Regions from separate parts of the Rattus norvegicus genome. Here region 2 is linked to region 1. The links are chromatin contacts, called in public Hi-C maps. All regions are on one chromosome and are shown on one strand. Each heading gives the region's core, a stretch centred on a gene start, on an enhancer-like site or on the middle of the called end of the contact. The rest is flanking DNA. Distances are from core to core; before and after follow the strand shown. Region 1 holds the start of Map3k5 (mitogen-activated protein kinase kinase kinase 5). Region 2 overlaps Map3k5 (mitogen-activated protein kinase kinase kinase 5).

Region 1 (3,150 bases), core at 561-3,060:
ATTTAAGAAGCACACGTAAAACAGCCTGGTGATGTCCGGATGTTACCATGCCATTCACTAGAAAATGGACTTGGTGACGGTTTTAAAGGTATTGGAGGGACAGACGAGTCTCCCAGGCTTCCAGTTTGCTTGGGAGTACAATAAAGTTATTAAAAAAGGACGTTATAATTTGGAAACTATCAATAAAATGCTGTAACAAATTTAAGAATTAGGCATTGCTCTGGTCTGACTGTGTCCCTTCCCTCCAGATTCCCCTTACTTAATGCTGTGTTAAGTAAGGCGTTGGGGGAGCTTGACATCAATTTGCATTTTGCCTCTTTTATGTCTTACTAACCTCAAGTTAGGCAATCCAAATCCTTTACGTAGTGCAGCTTGCTTTGGTTTTCCTAAAACGACCTGCAGCATTCCGACAGAGTTCTCTGGGAATTCGCACATCTGGTTTTGCTTCCAAAATAAGCGCGAGCCTTTTTCTTTACATTCAAACAACCCACCCGTTTCTTCTGTGTGTGGTTCAGTTTTTAAAAATGAAATAGATCGACTTCACTGTCTCAACTTTGGATGATAATTTCCCCATGTATTTCCTATCTTGGGTATGTGGCATTTTGCGGGAGGGGTGTCTTTAGGATGCTATATGAGAATATTAAATCATTCAGCACCCTGGAGCCAATCAATTACTCATTAACGACAACAGCGTAAGCAACTGGAAATTTTACAATGAAAAGTACCAGCGGCTGCCACGATAAATTTAGCCAACCACTTCTAAATTTAGCGCCCCTGTCACTTATAAACCACTTTCCACTTAAGGCCTGGGCTGTAGGACGATTGTTGGATCCTCCCGCTTCTCGGCACGCGTGTAGCCACGGGGCTTCCAGCGCCACGCGCGGTCCGAGTGCGCGCTGCCCACCAGCCGACCCGTGCGGGCGAGGCGCCGTGGCTGAGCCCAGCGCTGCAAACGCCTGGCGGGCTGACCCAGACCGTGCGGGTTAGAGACGCTTCTTTCGCGCCGTCCCGCAGCGGGGCGCGCGCGGAGCTTCAGCCTTCTTTCCCGGTTCTCTGAGGTCCCGGAGCAGTGGGTTCGGTCCAGGCTGCAGCTTCCCAGCAGCTCCCTCCCCAGGGGCGGGCCCTGGCTCTCCGTGCAGCAACGAGTGGGCGGCCAGAGGCGGGTAGCCGAGAGGACGGGCGGCTGCGAGACAGTCGCTGGGACTCGGAGGGCGCGGCGAGCCGGTGAAAGAGGAAGGGAAGGAAGGAGGAGACCGAGTCGGTGCAAGGGAGCTGCGGCGGAGCTGAGAGGCGGGTCCTTTCGGGAGCGGCCACCGCGGTTCCGGGACGCGGCCCCGGGGCAGCCCGCCCACCGCGCGTAAGGTGTTCTCCAGGTAGCGCAGCACCCAGAGGGCGCCCTCGCCCGGCCGGCGCTCGGCAAGCGACAGCTTGCGGCTCCCCCAGCGCGGCGCCCTTGAGCCGCCGGGCTGCGCAGGTTGGCCGCCGACTGGTCCGCCCGCCAAGAGGAGGAAGCTCTATCCCTTCCCGCTCGCCGCGGCCGGCGTCCCCACCCCGTGGACTCTCCACCCTGCAGCGGGCGAGCGGCGTGGCCACGGAGGCGCCGAGGAGGGGCGAGCCGCCGCCGGGCAGCGGCGTGGCCCCGGGGGACCGGGCGCCCGAGCGGAGGCGGCGGCGGGGCGGCGAAGGCGCGGCGCGCGATGGCAGCTGCCTAGCCCGGCGCGCTCGGAGCAGCCCGGAGCTGTGGCTGGCCAGACGGTGCGTCAGGACTGGAGACCCCGGGGTCGCCGCCGTGGCAGCTCGGCAGGTAGAGATGGGCACCGAAGCCGGCGAGGGCATCACTTTCTCCGTGCCGCCCATTTTGTCCGCGGGTTTCTGCCCCATCCCGGAGGGCGGCAGCTGCCGGAGGGGAGGAGGAGCGGCGACGGCGGCGGAGGGCGAGCCGAGCCTGCAGCCCTTGCTTATGCCGCCGCCGCCACCACCGCCGGGCAGTTTCTGGAACGTGGAGAGCGCGGCGGCTCCTGGCACCAGCTGCCCTACCACCGCCCCCGGGAGCAGCGCCACCCGAGGCCGGGGCAACTCTGGCAGCGGGGGCGGCCGGCGTACCACCGTGGCGTATGTGATCAACGAGGCGAGCCAGGGGCAGCTGGTGGTGGCGGAGAGCGAGGCCCTGCAGAGCCTGCGGGAGGCGTGCGAGGCGGTGGGCGCCACCCTGGAGACCCTGCATTTCGGGAAGCTGGACTTTGGGGAAACCACCGTGCTGGACCGTTTTTACAACGCTGGTGAGTGGCAGCTCCTTGCGGTGCCCACCGGGTTTCCCCTGGCTGTCTTCGTGGGGGTGGGGCTGGGAGAATATTTTGTTTTGTTTTGTTTTTCGTGGGCGGGAAGCAAGCTTCCTATTTACATCACGCCCCACCTTGGGAGCGGCGAGAGGGGTTGCAGGACTGTTCAGGCCGGCTGCTCCTAGCAGAGGGTGTGCTGGTGCAAGAGGCTGTATTTGGGCAGGAGGTCCGCTGATTTATTCGCTATCCGGCAGTGAAGCCCCTGAGTCTAAGTGCAAGGCTCAAACACCCCCCCCCCCCCCATTGCGAATAACTTCTTCAGTCACTTCTCTTCAGTTAGTGAGTGTATAGTTAGGGTTTCCTTTTGCACACACCTGTGGCCCTCTGAGGTGATGTTCTGTTCGCCGTGCAGTCTTGGGAGTACAGAAACGCCAGCATGCGGCAGGGTTTCCTTTGAGCTTTCAAAGCGTAGCGTGACCTTCCCCAACTCATTTCACCTTGGAGTTTTGGTGGCTTCAGTTTCCCGTCCTCGTTACCACTTTAAACTGTCAAATAACTACATGTTAGAGTAAAAGTACTGTGAAAACACACCAAATGTGTGTGATCTTTGTTAGAGTCTTGCCAAAAGAACCAGTTTTTTTTTTATTACCTCAGATACTGTGGTGGGTGGAAGAGTTTATAGTTTAACATCATTTAAAGAGTTCCTATGCAATTTTAATGACCGATTCGGTTGGCCATTAAAGTGATTGCTAAAGTAATCCACATGGGGAGGGATGGCTCCCCATTTAGTCCATTTCAGATTTCAAAACTGTTAGAGAGTCCTAATGACTGAACCAATTAGCTGTCTGTTAGCAAATGTTGGGAATGGTAG
Region 2 (3,147 bases), core at 166-2,665, 200 kb after region 1:
AATTTTAATAATACAGTAAGAAAATGCAATAGGAAATAGAAAGGAGCTTAATAAAAATTCTTGTGGTTCTTGAAGTTAAATGAGGATAAACAGCATCTTTAAATTACGTTTTCTCTCCCGGCTCACTGTGTCTTACTCACAATAAAATAATAAAATAAAATAAATCATTTTGAAAGAGGTCTATTTAAATATGTAAAAGTTTCCTTGTTTTTTTTTTTTTTAATAACTGATTACCCATTGTTGTTAAGGCGGGGTTCCAGCGGTGGTGTCCAAGCTGGCCCCTTCTGTGACAAGGAATTGACTTAAAGGCAGTGGATGGACCAGGCACACCTTTTGATAGATACACACAGCCAGGAGAGAGGTAGCCCATTGGTACCCGGCTGAGCCTGGCAGAGAGGAACCTTGGTGTGTGAATCCAGGAGACATAAAGCTCCAGTTGTTCCTTCCCTCCTTGCTTTTGTTTGGCTGTTGCTGGTTCTGTGTTGTTCTATCTCCTCTTCTCCCTACCCATTGTCATTCTCTACTCCCCTGTATCTATACACGCCCTCGCCCCTCCACCGTGTCCTTGGGTGCTTCCCTGACCTGGGTCGTGACCTTTCGGCCGTCTGACTCTGACATTAACATTCCGTGGCTCGGTGCCTCTGTCTCACGTTAGTGTCCAATTAAAATTTCTGAGAGCAGAATTCTCATCACCTCAGCCTAACCCCGTTTGGGCCTTTGCCTGGCTACTAGCCCGCCAGCGTGGGCATAGCTATTTCTCCGAAGGCTGGTTACTTCTGGCAGCAGTGATGGCTACTGTCGGGAGCCTTAGAGCTCCAAACAGGCTCCTTGTCCTGAGCAGGGGGTCTTGTGGAGCTCAGGTCTTCTGAGGAAAGACTGTGAGCACGGCAGCTCGAGCGGCGTGTGGAGTGACTGAGGCCTTGTGGGTTCTGTTTTCAGGGTCCTGAAGAGCCTAAACTCAAGTGGGAACACATCACAACTCTCATCTCAAGCCTCAGAGAGTTTGTGAGGTCCACTGACCGGAAAATCATAGCCACTACACTGTCCAGGCTCAAGCTGGAGCTGGACTTCGACAGCCATGGCATCAGCCAGGTGCAGGTGGTCCTCTTTGGCTTCCAGGATGCGGTAAGTGCATGTGCCGTGGTTTCCCCCACAAACTCCGCTGCAGAAACGGGTCACAATTTAAATTCTGTTCCCTTTCATTTACTCGATAAACTGCCTTCTCTTCAGATGATAGATGTGAGGCATTGAATGAGTTCCCTCAAAGGCAAGAGAGACACACAGCTGCCACCAAGGGAAACAGCAAGACTTACAGACATTCCCGAGGCTGGGTTTCTCTTCAGGGTTATGTGGTGGGTTACTCTCTGGCCTCTGAACTTAAGTCATGTTTTACAATGCTGTACAGGAAGCGCCATCTCCTGGCCGCTGAGAGAAATGCATGGTTACACCTGGGAATGCTCACTGTTGATGACTGGTGATCTCTCCTCTCCGCCCCCAAGGCTTTCCTCTGCTTTCCATAGAGAACTTTCTTAACAGATTCATTTCATAAGTATCCACTGTTTTCCCACCAGAATTATAGTTCAGAGAACAGACAGTCGGTGAGTGGAAATTAATCATCTTCCGATGAGAGATAGCTGACAGTCTTATGCAGCACAAGCTAGAGGGTGTTCTGCCAGTCTGGTTTAAAACCTTTCCTCTTATTCCTGAGTGAGGCTTCTCTGTAGACCCTCGTGAGCCACTCTCAGACACCCTTACGAGGTACGGGAGGCAGGGGGAAAGTATCTTGAGGGCACCTGTTATGTGAATAATGAAACCACACTGTGTGGTTTTATTTAAAATTTAGAAGTTAATCCGTAGTAATGTATTACTCCTGTGTTAGATGGTTTCTTGACATTTGTATTTGAAATAAGAAGCATCCTCCATTCCAAACCAAATCTCCATCCTTCATCAGGCACTGGTGTTCTGAGTGGAAACTGCTTGGTCTTTCTGCTGTACCATGGGCAGGGACAGGACTAGATTCCTGACTGGACTGCGGTCACAGAGGATCCAAGCAGCTGGTAGCGCACCTGTCACTAACATCAAATGCTAAGGCCTCCTGCTTACACTGCAAGTGTGGAAACCCAGCCATCTGCCACAGAGTGAACGATGTAGCTGATCTGTGCTTGCCCACACATTGGCTTCTGGGCAAGAGGTTTGGAAGCGAATTGGCCGGAGAGTTCAGAATGAGAGCTATTTAGCTGTAATCCTGGGCCTGGAGCCCAGGTCAGACTCGGACATGAAACTCACTCACCCCTGCTCTCCTCCTTGCCTGTCCAGTGCTCTCATTGAGTAATGTGCTGTGCAATGAGGCATTGAGCAAGGCTCTGTATAATGAGAGGCTGTGTAGGCACGTCGTGGGTAAAAAGGACTCACACTTGAAATACTCCAGTTTCCTAAGAGGTAGACCGGTTAGACGCATAAGCAGGCCGATCGATTTAAGAAATGGAGGTACTGCAAACTCCGTCTGAAAGAATTTCCCGGAGCAAGTGAAGCCCAAGAAGTAGTTCGTTTCCTTGGGAGCAGCTACTATGAGAACGTCCTCAGACTGGCCCTCCCCTAAGCTGGGTGGTGTGGATGAGTCTGGACCAAGGGAAAGACTGAGCGGCGGCTGTTCTGACTCTTGGCACGAGTTTGCAGCTCACCCACCACTTCCCATCTTCCACCTGGTTCTCTACCCACAGCCCAGCCATTGTGAACCGGGAGGTAGATGACTCAGTCCAGGTGTTAAGGGAGTGCTGTTCAATCTTTAAAAAAGAAATTCTGACACGGGTCGTAACTGTGGACGAAGCCTAAGAATGTCAGTGCTAAGTCAAACAGGATGGTCTTTCAAAACAGCCGAACAGTTCCTCCTCTGACGTTGGGGAGGTTGCTGAGGCGCAGTCCACAGGGAAGGAAGCAGGTCAGGCGTGCAGGACTGTTGGGTAAGAACTTAGATCTGAGTGAGTCCCAAGTCCCAGTCCTAAGGATGGATGATAAGGGCCTCCACACAACAATATGAGGGCATGTAGTGCCTCTGGTGGTTGAAAATCGCTAATTTTATACTATTAAAACTCATCTGAGCAAACAAAGAATGATTGACATCGGAAGTCTTCTATTCTGTGTACTTCA

The links. Hi-C and Micro-C count contacts between places; a contact is called where the count stands out from the background.
Region 2: a contact with region 1 is called in a Hi-C map of kidney, with 2.8 times the contacts expected there. The contact joins the enhancer-like site here to the promoter of Map3k5 in region 1. A contact is called at or near these places in 8 of 12 Hi-C or Micro-C datasets (the Rat2 cell line, Schwann cells, frontal cortex and 5 more).

The regions. Positions count from the first base shown.
Region 1 is chr1:16,504,154-16,507,303 of GRCr8, forward strand. It overlaps Map3k5 (mitogen-activated protein kinase kinase kinase 5), which reads left to right and starts at 1,811. Exons shown (of 29, transcript NM_001277694.1): 1 at 1,811-2,279. The coding sequence starts at 1,811. LOC102547411 (a long non-coding RNA gene) reads left to right here. Exons shown (of 4, transcript XR_005497305.2): 4 at 1-1,225.
Region 2 is chr1:16,706,621-16,709,767 of GRCr8, forward strand. Map3k5 (mitogen-activated protein kinase kinase kinase 5) reads left to right here. Exons shown (of 29, transcript NM_001277694.1): 23 at 940-1,125. Among named protein-coding and RNA genes, the nearest start is that of Map7, 43 kb to the right of the region's middle. Within about 2 kb of position 1,416, at least 13 of the 93 cell types and tissues checked have an H3K27ac peak or open chromatin away from gene starts, as enhancers often do. A contact at or near this core is called in kidney, where this site is marked.